Linked DNA regions of Mus musculus: all the other regions are linked to region 3. A link is a contact called in public Hi-C and HiChIP or PLAC-seq data. All regions are on one chromosome and are shown on one strand. The core of a region is the stretch at or near the end of the contact, and the rest is flanking DNA. Distances in the headings are between cores, read along the strand shown. Region 1 has its middle 88 kb from the start of 4930447J18Rik. Region 2 has its middle 19 kb from the start of 4930538L07Rik. Region 3 has its middle 35 kb from the start of 4930447J18Rik. Region 4 holds the start of 4930538L07Rik (RIKEN cDNA 4930538L07 gene).

The links. A called contact is a pair of places that touch in the nucleus more often than the background predicts. HiChIP or PLAC-seq counts read pairs in DNA pulled down with a chosen protein or histone mark.
Region 1: a Hi-C map of the C2C12 cell line shows a contact between it and region 3, with 2.3 times the contacts expected there. The contact joins two enhancer-like sites. A contact is called at or near these places in 3 of 484 Hi-C or Micro-C datasets (the C2C12 cell line and nephron progenitors) and 1 of 115 datasets of contacts at active chromatin or transcription factors (fibro-adipogenic progenitors).
Region 2: a GR HiChIP or PLAC-seq map of the 3134 cell line shows a contact between it and region 3, with 11 times the contacts expected there. The contact joins two enhancer-like sites. A contact is called at or near these places in 7 of 484 Hi-C or Micro-C datasets (8-cell embryo, the G1E-ER4 cell line, cumulus cells and 3 more), 5 of 115 datasets of contacts at active chromatin or transcription factors (the 3134 cell line and embryonic stem cells) and 1 of 9 other capture datasets (embryonic stem cells).
Region 4: a contact with region 3 is called in a Hi-C map of uterus, with 4 times the contacts expected there. The contact joins the promoter of 4930538L07Rik here to the enhancer-like site in region 3. A contact is called at or near these places in 2 of 15 datasets of contacts at CTCF or cohesin (the NIH/3T3 cell line and stem cell-derived epiblast-like cells), 38 of 484 Hi-C or Micro-C datasets (8-cell embryo, the C2C12 cell line, the G1E-ER4 cell line and 20 more), 10 of 115 datasets of contacts at active chromatin or transcription factors (T-cell acute lymphoblastic leukemia, acute myeloid leukemia, bone marrow-derived dendritic cells and 3 more) and 2 of 9 other capture datasets (adipose tissue and embryonic stem cells).

The regions. Positions count from the first base shown.
Region 1 is chr14:47,984,805-47,988,160 of GRCm38.p6, forward strand. No RefSeq gene overlaps it. Among named protein-coding and RNA genes, the nearest start is that of 4930447J18Rik, 88 kb to the left of the region's middle. Within about 2 kb of position 1,922, at least 45 of the 459 cell types and tissues checked have an H3K27ac peak or open chromatin away from gene starts, as enhancers often do. A contact at or near this core is called in the C2C12 cell line and fibro-adipogenic progenitors, where this site is marked.
Region 2 is chr14:47,774,739-47,778,073 of GRCm38.p6, forward strand. No RefSeq gene overlaps it. Among named protein-coding and RNA genes, the nearest start is that of 4930538L07Rik, 19 kb to the left of the region's middle. Within about 2 kb of position 1,708, at least 30 of the 459 cell types and tissues checked have an H3K27ac peak or open chromatin away from gene starts, as enhancers often do.
Region 3 is chr14:47,862,269-47,865,474 of GRCm38.p6, forward strand. No RefSeq gene overlaps it. Among named protein-coding and RNA genes, the nearest start is that of 4930447J18Rik, 35 kb to the right of the region's middle. Within about 2 kb of position 1,678, at least 83 of the 459 cell types and tissues checked have an H3K27ac peak or open chromatin away from gene starts, as enhancers often do. A contact at or near this core is called in the C2C12 cell line, the G1E-ER4 cell line, the HL-1 cell line and 9 more, where this site is marked.
Region 4 is chr14:47,755,866-47,758,921 of GRCm38.p6, forward strand. 4930538L07Rik (RIKEN cDNA 4930538L07 gene) reads right to left here and starts at 1,633. Exons shown (of 2, transcript NR_166788.1): 1 at 1,439-1,633; 2 at 1,179-1,322.

The DNA of each region.
Region 1 (3,356 bases), core at 672-3,171, 120 kb after region 3:
CATAGCTATTGCTGCCACATACTGTCCTAAGGTAATGTGGTTGAAAGGAGACAGCTGATGGGCTGGGAAGCTAACAGATGTGGTCTTTGAGAACTACAACTGGTCATATTAAGGAGAGAGGGGGGGAGGGAGGGAGGGAGGGAGGGAGAGAGAGAGAGAGAGAGAGAGAGGGAGAGAGAGAGAGAGACCAGGGACACAAATGGGTAACGACAGATACTTGGGAAAATGGGTGAACACATACATTTGAATGAGTGTTTGTGTGTTGGAGGAGGAGAGAACAGTGAGGAAGTTTCTGGAAAGAAGGTAAGAAAAGGAGGTAGCTAAAGGTCCCGGGAGGCTTCTGTGTTCCAGTGCTCTTGCTTTTTATCAGGTAGGAGCTGGAAGGAGATGGCTTGGAACCAAGATGGCTTGAGCACATCTGGGTTCTCCACTTGCTCCTGTACCAGAGAAGAGTATGAGCAGGCCGTAGCTGGAGAACATTCCAGAATGTGGTATTTGACCAACCACTGTAATTACCCTGCAAAGGTCAAGAAGGGTAATGGCTAGGAGAAGGTCACTGGGTTTGGCAGTTGGAAAGTCAGTGAGGACCAGGCCCAGAATAGTGCTCTGGGTACAGCTGATGGCTGTGGTATGAGGAGGAAATTGTCTGGGGAGTAAAGGACAGACTCTAATTGTCCAAAGCACAGTAGTGTTTGTGGTTGTCACTCAGTCCAGGGAGTCTTGGCTCTGGGAGGAAGAAGCAGGATATAACCAACTCTTTGGGCTGAGAATGAGCACAGGATCCCCCGAGAGCTGTACTACGTGTGTGTGGCGGGGAGTGTGGAGGCGGAGCAGGAGGTTTGTCCTCTAATTGTGAGGATCCAAGCTGTTTCCCCATCACCCTTTACCTAGCTCAAGATTCCTTTCCTGGCTTGGCTGGCTTAGGGTTTTACTGCTGTGAACAGACACCATGACCAAAGCAACTCTTATAAAGGAAAACATTTGATTGAGGCTGGCTCACAGGTTCAGAGGTTCAGTTCATTATCATCATGGTGGGAACATGGCAGAGTCCAGGTAGGCATGGTGCAGGAAGAGCTGAGTTCTACATCTTCATCAGAAGACTGCTAGCAGATATTGACTTCCAGGCAGCTAGGAGGAGGGCATTAAAGCCCACGTCCACAGTGACACACCTACTCCAACAAAGCCACACCTCCTAATAGTGCCACTCCCTGGGCTAAGCATATACAAACTGTCACAGCTGCCATATTTCCTGAGTTTGCAGGGCATAGTTGTCCTTTGCTGTCCCAAGCAGTGAGAGGGAGGGAGGGAGGGAGGGAGGGAGGGCGAGAGCGCACGAGAGAGAGAGAGAGAGAGAGAGAGAGAGAGAGAGAGAGAGAGAGAGAGAGAGAGAGAGAGAGAGAGGGAGAGTCTCCGACTCCCACTTCTCATGGATACTAAAACATAAGGATGCTCCTCGTGCCTTGTATAAAATGGTGTCATAGCTACATATAAATTACGTGTATCTCTTAAAATACTTCAATCATCTCCAGATGATTTATAATGCCTGATATGAAATAAATATTCTATAAGCAGATGGTGTCCTATAATGGTTAAGGACTAATGACTAGGGAAAAGTCATACATGTTCAATTCATATATGCTCCCACCACCGGGATTTTCAATACAAAGCTGTTGAAGGGGGTGCCCAGGTGTGGTTCTGGTGAACATCAACAGGCTGGCTGTGCTCTGATTTTAGAGTTTTCAGCATGCAGTTTACAAAGAGGACCAGTTACAGTTCTCAGCATTTGGAGAGGAGCCCTGGAGCCCCCTGCCAGAGTTCTAAGGGGCGGGGAGGAGCTCTGAATTACTGTTAGCTATCCCTGACACAGGATTGCAAGGTCTTCAAAGGCGGAGTTACACCCCAGGGATCAGAGTGGTTTCAAATTCTGCTTCCCCACCCAGTGACAGAGCCATGCTGCTATTCTTTTTCATGGTCCTGTGACCCACCCAGCCACTGTGTAATCAATGTTTCCAGTCTTTTCCAAAATAAACATGTCCACGGTCATTTGCAATCAGGGAAATGAAAGTTTTCCATCTCTCTGTGGAAGCACCACTTAGTTTTGAAAACAAAGAATTTAGCAAAGGAATTTAATCTCTGGTTACTTTGTAATACATCTGTGGCACTAGACCCTAAGAGATCAGTTCTTTTCTCATCTTCTTTTAGGTTCAGTTAAATTCGTCACTGCCTGGCCCCCCACTCATTTCTGCTTTGTTCAGAATTATCAAACAGAATGGCTAGAGAGTAGGACCGTAACTGTATCCCATTTCAGGATTAAGCAATGAGGAAACGGGAGCCAAGACTGGAAATGAAAACGTCCTTGCAAATGATCAAGTGAAGATAGGACTTAAAACCCACAGCTGCCATTGTGCCAGGGAATTGTCTGCCCTCTTTGAACGAACTGCTGAGGGCTGCTTTGCATTTATATCAGGTTTTAAAGATAATAAATGCCATTCTTCCTGTTCAAATGAAATGTAATTTCACAACTGCTTTGAAGATAGCCCCTCTTTCTTTGTATCTGTGGAAACGAACAACCTCTTGCCCCGACACATCCCCAGCATCATACCTGTTTAGTATAAAAAGGGTTTGTTTGCTCTGGCTGACTAGTGATTTTATTTTAGAAAGAAATGACTGATTAAGAGTGGCGCAGACACCAGGATCAAAGCTTGCTCTTCGTACAATATGCTGGGGTGTCAGAGGCAGCCAAGCTGGTTATGTATCCACTGGGCTAAATTAGTGTCATTATCACCTCAGTAAAGCTTAGATATTAGTGTGTGCTGTGCTAAAGAACCCAATTACAGTATCTGCTGGACGACGTATTAAATGACACCATTTAATTAAAGCCTAATCTCTCTCTCTCTCTGGATGAGCAATATTTTCAGTTATTAAACATTCTTTCATTCAATTACTGCAAATCTCTGACCATTTTGGAGAGCAGGAAAGAAACTCATCTGGCACCCAGATGTCCCAGGAGAATAACCACTGTTTTGTGTTGTGTTTAGGACTTGGCGCCCAGTCACAGTCACCCAGGACAGACTGCACAGTTTGAAAATTCTGCAGATTTGCTTCTCAGGTTTTCGAGCAGCAGAGGGCCCTGTCTGCGACTCTCACTGGTTTTCTTCAAGGACTGAGGCATAATAGAGACCTCCAAAACACATTCAAAGGAATAAAGCCATTAAAGAAATACAGTTCCCATGCCAGGGGCTGAGCCCTGTGACTGATGTGGCAGTCATTCGTTTTGAATGAATGTCTCATCCTAGAACGCAAGAATTGAAATGAACTTCGACAGTGAACTCTAGAGATAATCTGTAATAGAAGGA
Region 2 (3,335 bases), core at 458-2,957, 88 kb before region 3:
GATCTCGTAAGCCCAAAGGCAAAGCTTGCCATGGCTTTTTGCATCGCATTCTTCTGCGTGGGCTATTTTCTCTTGAGGCCGCAGGATGAATCTGCTTCCACAGAGAAGGCAATGGCTCCCTTAAAGTGTTGATTAACTGCATACATGAGGTTGCTCTTCCCCCCCCCCCCCAAACATTAAAAAAATATCCATACATACCGTACTCCAGGAGCTGCCTGAAAAGCGCAGGTGAAACACATCAACACAGCCATCTCCAGGATTCGGGAGCTGGCAGGTTAAACGAACATTTGTAATTCATGATAAGTGGACGGCAGTCACATTTGTGCAGCGTGCTCAGTGCTCAGAGAGGGTCTCAACCTTCAGCTCCACCTGGGGGAGGTGCTGTCTGGAAGAGCTGCCCAAAGAAGAGTCCCGAGCTGAGTCCTGACAATAAATAAGATTTTTCTGAGTGCAGAGCGGGGAGGCTGGGAACATCCTGCAAGTGTAATTTGTTGTTCAGTGAGAGTCCTTCGCAGGCTAAAGATGATCTATTAGAAGGGAGAAGGATAACACCATGAGTTCTTTCTTTTGTGATGTAAAAATAAACAGCACTAATATTTAGTGTGTGACTCACATTCGGATACGTATCGTTTATCAGCAAGATGACTTGCAACTTATGACAGCTTGACGTGGGGCATTTGAATTTCTAAAGGTACAGAAGCCATACACAATCTGATAGTCTCTCAGGCTGGTGGTAGATGGTGGCATGGTCTCTAACAGCACTGGGCAAAAGGCAGTGAGGAGCAGTTCTGGGTCAGGCACTGCATTACAAGGGAGACACAGAAGTTAAGAGAGTCAGCAGGCTAGGTGTATGGAACGGCAGGATATTTTCAACTTAAAGTGAATTCATAGGCGTGAAACCCTACCATAGGCCAAGAAACATCCATGCCTTGGCAGGCTGCATGCTCAACAGTGCTTGACTAAAGAGCTGCTACAGTCAACCACACTTGGAACCACTGATGCAAAACTTAGAGGTTCAATTTCTGGCTCCCACCTCAGGCTTTGACAGTGTCAAGAATAGTATGTGTGTATGTGTGTGTGATGTGTGTGTGTGTGTGGTGTATGTGAGTGTGTGCATAAGTGTGTGTAAGTGTGAGTGTGTGTATGTGTGTGAGTGTGTGGTGGGTGTGTGAGTTTGTATGTATGTATGTATGCGTGTGTGAGTGTGTGTGTTTCAGTATGTGTGTATATGTGTGTGTGTGTGTGAGTGCTTGTATGTATGAGTGTATGTATGGTGTGTGTGAGTGTGTGTATGTGTGTGTGTGTGTGTGTGTAAGTGTGTGTAAATGTGTGAGTGTGTGTATGTGTGTGAGTGTGTATGTATGTATGCATGAGTGTGTGTGTTTGAGTATGTGTGTATATGTGTGTGTGGTGTGTGTGTACATGCTAGTGTGAATGTGGAGGCCAGACGCTGATGTTAGTCATCTCCTTTTATTTTTCCATGTCGTTTTTCTTAAACAAACAAACAAACAAACAAACAAACCCCCTTTAATTGTTCTTTTTTGAATTTTACATCATGCACCCCAATCCTACTCATATCCACCATGTACCCTTGGGACCTCTCCACCAAGAGATAAAAAAGAAGTCTCAGTGTGGAAGCTGTAATGCATCACTGTGTGTCATACAGTGTACCATTTGTCCACACCCCTTTACTTGCGAATGTTCATTGCAGTGAGTCATTGGTCTGGTTCCAGGCCTCTGGCTTCTTCCACACCATCAATACTGGATCCTCACTGGGACTCCTCCCTGATAGCCTGTTGATCCTGTGCTTGGGATCTGCAGGACCAGTGCCTTCGTGCACTCCAGCAGTTCATAGATGAGGTAGATGTTGGGCCAATTCAAACCCCGGATCTGGGCCTGGGTGGTAACTGAGCTGGACAGCATGCCAACTCTCTGACACCCAGACCTCCAGGGTGAGCTCTCCAGGACTGCCCTGGCTTATCCAATGCTGTAACTGGCAAGAAGCAAAACCAGCTCTCCCATTCTCATGACCTTGGGACCAACTCTCCCCTCTGTCACAGTTGGTGAGGGAATCAAGTGGTGGAGCCAGCCCTCCCGTGCTCATGCCCTCTGGCCGGCTCACCCTGCAACCAGGATCAGCTCTACTTTGTTTCCTGAGTGAGGGACGGGCCAGCTCTCCTTCTCTTCCAAGGAGTGAGGCCAGCTCTGCACAACCCTCAAATATCAAATGGCTCCAGGCAGCAGCTCAGAACAGGGGCATCTGCCTGACATTTTTTGGATCACAGAACCCTGCTGCTGCAGGGTTATGGACCACATATGAACCTTGGGGGCAGCACTGGGCAGGACCTCACCATGGCTTTAGGTGGTATCCCGGGCTACCCACATCAGGCTGTTCCTCACTACCCTCAAGTCTCCAGTTCCCCCTCTCCTCACTGTGCCCACATCCTTCTGTTTCTCCTCCTCTCCCATCTCTCCTGTACTCACTTGCTCTTCTTAGCGCCACCTGGGGCCTCTGGGTGTAGAGTTGTCTCAGGAGTGCAGTACCGGAGACCAGTGGGACCCAGGCACCCAGCAACTCCACCCGACCCGTGGCATGGATTTCTTCCAGTCTAAGCTGGAGCCCTGAGCAGACCTTGGGAGTGAACTCCACAGCCAGTCCCAAAACACCCAGAGGAAGCTCCACTTCCAGGCACTCTAACACTTCCAGGATCATAGGATCAGAGGTGCCCCAAGCAGACCTTGGGCACTAACCCTGCAGCCAGTCGCACAACACCCAGAAGAAGCACCACTCCCAGGTGCTCTAACACACCCAAGACCACAGGATCCCAGGATCCCAGGAGCTTGGTCACACCAGGATCTCAGGGTCCCAGAGGCAGCTTGATTCCCAGGAGTTCTGACACAGGATCACAGGAAGGACAGGCTCCAGTCAGATATAGCGAGGGCAGGTAGCACTAGAGATAACCAGATGGTGGGAGGCAAGTATAAGAACATAAGCAACAGAAAACAAGGTTTCTTGGCATCATCAGAACCCAGTACTCCTACCACAGCAAGTCCTGGATACCCCCCAACACACTGGAAAAGCAAGATTCGGATTTAAAATTATATCTCCTGATGCTGGTAGAGGATTTTAAGAAGGACATAAATAACTCCCTTAAAGAAATACAGGAGAACACAGTTAAACAGGTAGAAGTCCTTAAAGAGGAAACACAAAAATCCCTTAAAGAATGGCAATCTCACCTGAGTCCCAGGGTCTCAGGGAGACTGGAGGACTCCACTCCCTGGAGGCAAGCTCTCCCCTGGCAGTGAAGGTGCACAGAGGGCTGTGGAACAGCTCC
Region 3 (3,206 bases), core at 428-2,927:
CAGTTAAATGCTTCCTTTTATAAGTTGTCTTGGTTGTGGTGCTTTGTCACAACAGTAGAAAAGTAACTAAGACAGGAAGGACACTGACAGAGGTTGTCAGCATGTCTGTCCGCCACTGGTCTTAATCGTGCGTATCCCACACTACAAGTGAAACCTAAAAGATCGGGGCTCACAAACTCTGAAACCCGCTTATCATGGAAAGCAACGTGAGTCCTACAGCTAAGCATTCAGGAAACGGGGAGACATCACGTCTGCGGCTGAGATCCAGCTGGGAGGGGTGAGGCAGGGCAGGGAATTAGGACAGTGGATATTTCAGTCACTCATATTGGTGACTTTGGCTATTTGAATTAATAGAGACCTTTTGTTGGGTCAGGTACTTGCTCTGCATTTGCAGACAGGCAATAAAAACCTGGCTTTCCTCTTCTTAGGGCTTGAGTTAGGAAGGGAAGGGTATCTTAGCTTTTTACACATTCCAGTCTCATGCCCCAGGGAGATGGCATCAGTTTTGGAGAGCTGATAACGTCTTGTCAGAATTCAAGAGCCACTAAAATGATGTAATACAAACATTAAAAACAAAAACAAAAACAAAGGCCAGAGAAACCAATTTATGTGTTGTGCATTTCTGACCATACTTTTTAAGTACAGAAGAAAAATGATAAATATTATTAAAATATCATACAGTTCCAGAGGGAGCCCAGAACCTCTTAGACAGTACATTTATGTTATGCTATAAAACATCTCTCTAATTTTGGCAGTGGATTTTTTGAAATAGTTTTTGGAGTTTACAGGAAAAAAATGTTTTGTGCAACGTGAATTCCTTATCTCATCTGAACCGGGACCTGCTGCACAGTGAGGCTTGTCACATTTACTGCATCTCACATGTATGCCAGGGGCAACCAGGCTGTTGCTTAACGAGGATGTATAATAGCTAATCGCATTTTGGGCCGTTGGTTTGTCACTGTGATGGTGCCAAGTAATGGCTTTAAAAGTGAAGCAATGAGGCCAATTCTGACTCACTCATGAGCCTGCAAACCACAAAGCAGCCTGTTTCCCTGTAAACCACAAAACAGCATGTTCCCAAAGACTCTGGCTCACAGCATACTAGACCCTGTCCACTGCTAGATTCATTTAAAGTCTGTGTCTGGAATATATTAGGGACTTTTTTTTTAATGTCATTCATCTATTGTTGTAATTCTCAGGTAATACCCACTCTTTCCCACACTTAGCTCCTAGCACCTGCAAAGACGGAGCCTGCCCGTGAGGAAAGCAACATTTAACCGCCCTAATTAGTGGCTTCAGATGGAAGCATCTCCAAGGTGCTGGGATTCTGAGATTTACACCCCGCTCCTTTGAGACACTCTGCAAGCTGGTGTATAATTTGTAAGCACATAAAGAAAGAGAATGCTCAGAATATAGTATCCAGGGTCCACCTATTTCTATTTGTATTTATTAAGTTCTTTGTAAATCTCAATTTAGCTGATGTCTTCTGACTCAAAATGCAGCTCTTGGTGAAGGAGTTGGTGTGAGGCTGTGCAAGGAGAGTCACAGCAGCATCATTATCAGACTATAAATATTACAAAATAGAACAGACTGGAAAATGGAGGGAAAACGAAACGTGGACCAGAATCTGTGACTCAGCAAATTCTCTCATGCACGATATATTGCAAGAAGCACTGTTCAATCCTCGCTCTGCACACACTTCCCTCTTCGTTTCTTCGTTTTTGTCAGTAATGAAATGTGTGGAGTGTGTGTGTTTGTGGGTACAGTTTCACTCTTCAATGCTTTATCTACTAGAAGTCTCCTTGAGGTTGTCATAATATGTGACAATTATATTTCATTTTTCAAGATCAAAAAAGTACATGGAAAGGCTGGTGGCCCACTGAAAATCGTTCTCTCTGGAGGGTATCCGGTGGCTGCCTACCTGTAACAGTGGCTTTCTCACCTGGGTCCAAGCCCTTGGTTTTGAGATGAGTGTTCATGTTGGCAGATCTCTCCAGTTCCCACTTGCCTTCTCCCCTAAGCTTGGTTTTTCTGTATTTTTTTTCCTCCAAATACTATTTTGTTACAACATGTGGGGTTTTTTGGGGGGTGGGGGGAGTATCTTGGGTTTGGTTTCAGTCCAGACACTCAGATTCCTGTTGGCACCATATTCTAAACCTGTGAGCCATTCTGTACCACCTTGGCATCCCTCTGAGGCTCAAGGCACCCTGGCTTCGTCATGGAGGAAACTTTGGTGCAAAATGACACTGAGGTGACATTTATAAGTTTCTCTAGGACATTACAATGTTAGTGATGAACTACAATGTAAAAGTTCCTTGTAGATCTGTCCTATTGCTGCACCAAGGAAAGGATCTAAGCTTTTCAACCCGATTCATGGCTTTGAATTTTGCTACCCCGGAAGCTTAGAAAGTATAAGCATGCAGTCAAAAGTGACAGGTTTGCATTCTTCATGCTTTAAGTCCAGGCCTGGCTTTGGAAATCTGAGGCTCTGGACCCTTGATGCCATCATAGTTTCTTAGATTTATACGATGTGAGTTTCCGTCACTCTTTCCTTCAGTTTTAGGATGTTTTACATTTGAGAATCTCAGCTGCTATCATTATTTGACAGTGTTCCTTATCATGGCTGTAGTGACAACTGGGAAGGTGGCCCTCTGCCCAGTGACTCTTTCTGCTGATATTTGGAAAATAGTTGCTTCGCATTGTGGTGAAATAGAAACTTACAGATTCTTTAGAAAGTCAGTTGTGTCAGATGGTGTTTTGCTGGGGCAGACTCGGAAAGGAGTGTTTTCCTGAAGTGGACACAGGTGAAAAAGACACATGATAAAAGATTCTTCACTAATGACGACACACATATGTTAGTTCACCTTACATTATGTAACTAAGCCCAGTTTGCCATGACCCCATTAAAACAAAAGAAAACAAAACAACAACAACAACAACAACAACAACAACAACAAAAAGCCAAAAAACTTGTGATGCTGTTCTGGTGACTCCTTGCTACTTTCACAGACTCAGGCCAATGGACAAAATAATATCAGCTAATACATATTCATGTGAAGTTTTACTAGGACAGCCTCACCTACTAAGACAAGACACATGATAAGACAAAACCCATAAAAGACACGTGATATTTAAAAGAAACATAAATAGAACTCAACAGACAACGAGGAGGACTTACTTACATAACTAACTTTACAACACTTCTT
Region 4 (3,056 bases), core at 383-2,882, 110 kb before region 3:
AACAGTCTTAACATACATTTTCCTTCTCCACAGTCTGGCCAGAGATGACCTGTGCCACTAAGCTGGTGTATTCACCAATAACAAAGCTGCATCTGTCTCCTTGAGACTTTTTGGGCAATAGACAGCACAATGAGGCATCGAGGTGTAGTCATTCCCTCCCTTTCCTGACTACCCCTCCTCTTTCACCAGCACACTCTTATGTTCCTAAGCGTTGGCTCCCCATGTGTTAGAGGAACCCAGAGTAGGCATCATGAGCATGGACTTCAGTATCCAGAGTGAAGTTTTATCTGAGTTCTTCCTCAAGACTTCTGTCCTATACCTTTCAGCTTTAAGAGAAGATGACTCATTCATCAGGCTAGGAAGCAGGCCCCCAGAGCTCTGCATGGGGCTTTAATATCAGTATCTTCACAGTAAGATTGTATGGGATAGAGAATCCAGCAGCAGACAACCATAATGATACCTAGCTACAACCTTTCGTCCAGTGCTTACCCAGTGCTGGTTTGGTAGCCTCACTTCTCCTTCATCTGCACACTGGAAGGCGTGCTCTCAGTCTTCACAGGGCATCGTGTCAACAAGATCCAAATCCCTTTGGGCGGGCGAGCTTTGTGTTTTTCCATCCTAATATGCTAAATGGTGACTCAGTCCCCCGGGGATCTCAAATCCCTGCCGTGAATTAGTGTATTAGACAATTATGGCCATAACTTTCCATTCTAATCACTCTGGATGCGTTCCTTTGCTCTAATGTGACTGCCAAGTTCCTGCAAGATCCTTCACAGATGAGTTCCAGGCAGCTGAGTATTTTTGTCAACAGGCAGAAATAAAAATCGGAACTTGGAGCCTACCTACCGGGTTAGGGGACCGCCAAGAGTGAGACATCTCATGACACTGCCCCTCCTTAGCTAGTTGGTTAGCCATCTACTGACCTCTGGCTGTGGAGACATCTCATAGTGAAAAGCCATGGGGTTACTAGAGGCATATATTTTGGATCCCTTTCAATTGGCTTGTGAACAACCATGACATAACCTAAGATTTTATGAGCTCATGAATCTTGAAAACCCAATGCATGCTTTTGGAGTTTAGAAAATGTCCCTAAGTTCTTCTGCAGATGTTATAGTGAAAACATGAAGAAGAGCCATCTGTAACAAAGGTCTGGAGTCTGCACTCCAGGTCTCTGCAAGTGTATGAAAGAAGTGGCTTTATTTGAGGAAGGAAGAGTCCATGACTTTAGTCTCCTTAGGCTTGGTTGGAACAGGTCTTCAATGTTCAGAGAAAGATGGAAAAGGTCTTTGATCAGAGCAAGTGACCCACAGTACCCAATTCACCTGAAAAACAAATCTCAAGCAGTCAGTTTGGCCATCAGAGGAGTTCTGTGGGAACCAGGCCCTCTGAAGAGAGCTTGGGGCATCTCCTGAAGCAATTGCCTCTGAGAAGAACTTACTAGAACAGCAGGAAGTAAATGGGGTGAAATCCCAGCATGTCTGAGATTTAAACCCCAGTTTCTACATGGAAAAGCTTCTCAGAAGCAGGCTGAGCTCTAAGGCCCCACTGCCCAAGCCCTGGGTCTCTTTCTTCATCCTCTGCTAACTCTAATGCCAATCTCTTCTCTGGGTTGTTTGGCTACCTACCCTTGTCTGGTCTCTAAAGGATACAGAATAGATTTAGAGCCTTGTGGACAGAACAGTCCCCATGCAGGGGCTTCTAGAATCAAAAGACTCTTAGGTTCCAGAGTCTAGATTCTTCTGGAAGAAGAATCCCCTTCCTCCATCTGGAGTACCACTTCTTTGCACAATGGATGAACATAAGAAAGCCACATCTTTATTTCTAGGGACAACCAAGGCTATAGCACACTGATGCAATGGAATCGAAGACTTTTTATTAAAGGGTTCTTTGGGGACCACAGACTTGTAAACAGAGACATGTCTTCAACATTTTCTTGGTCGTATCTTTGGTGCCAGGGTGTCTGCCTGCTGTTTTGTCGGGAGCTGCGTCCAGAATTAACTACAGATTACTCAGCCGGGTCTGGTTTCTCTGTCTTGGTAGACAGCAGGACTATGGGTTGATGGTCCCCACAGGCCTTCTAAATGCAGACACAGCATCTCCTCAGCCCCTGTCTCCAGCTTTGCTCTACTCTGTATGCACTTTTAATAGCTGGGCCAGGCCATTCCTTCAGAGGAGCTTGGGTAAGTCCCAGAAAGCAAGGAACAAAACAGCATTTTTTAAGTCTCCCAATTTTGATGTTTTCCTAGTGTGTATGTTCTCTTTTCTCCCTGACTTCTTTCCAGTATTTCTATTCTTTTCAGGTGGGTTAATGACGAAGGGCTCTGTTAGGCTGTCAAGGCGCCCAGGAGAGGATGCTCACAGGAATACTAAGGATCAGTGCTGAGAAGGGAAAGTTCTTCACAAAGGATGCTTGAGACATTTCTGTCCGCGAGCTGCTTCTCTGTAGATTCCTCCAACTCTCGGGCATCTCCTGGAACAGTGGTTGTTAAACAAGTTAAGAATCTTTAGGCTGGTCTGTGATGGTTCACACCTCTGATCCCAGCACTCCGGAGGCAGGGGGAGGTGGGTTTCTGAGTTTAAGGCCAGCCCGGTCTACAGAAAGAGTTCCAGGAAAGCCAGAGCGACAACAGAGACCTCATCTCAAAAACAAACAAAAACAAGTAAAATAAGAATCTGACCTCCTCAGGTGGAAGGACCACAGCGCTGTTCAACAGAGAAATTAGAGGAATGGGGGCGGTGCCTGCCCTGCATCCTTTTGACCTTTTCCCTTACCTTTCTTCTCTTGGGATTGCTCTGTATGTCCTGCCACAGCATCTGACATCTGGAGGACAGAGAAAAGCTATGGCAATAGCTGGCAATGTGGAAGCCGTTGTCCAGATCATGATGCTGTTAAAGACTGGGTAAAGATCTCTGGTTTCACAAAAGCATTCGGGGGTGTCACCAACGCCATTCGGTACTCAGAACTAGTTACACCCTAGAAGAGAGTGACAAGTTAGGTTCTATAATGGGCATGTAGAAATGTGTACATTAGTGAGAAGGAGTACCCACCGCCACCA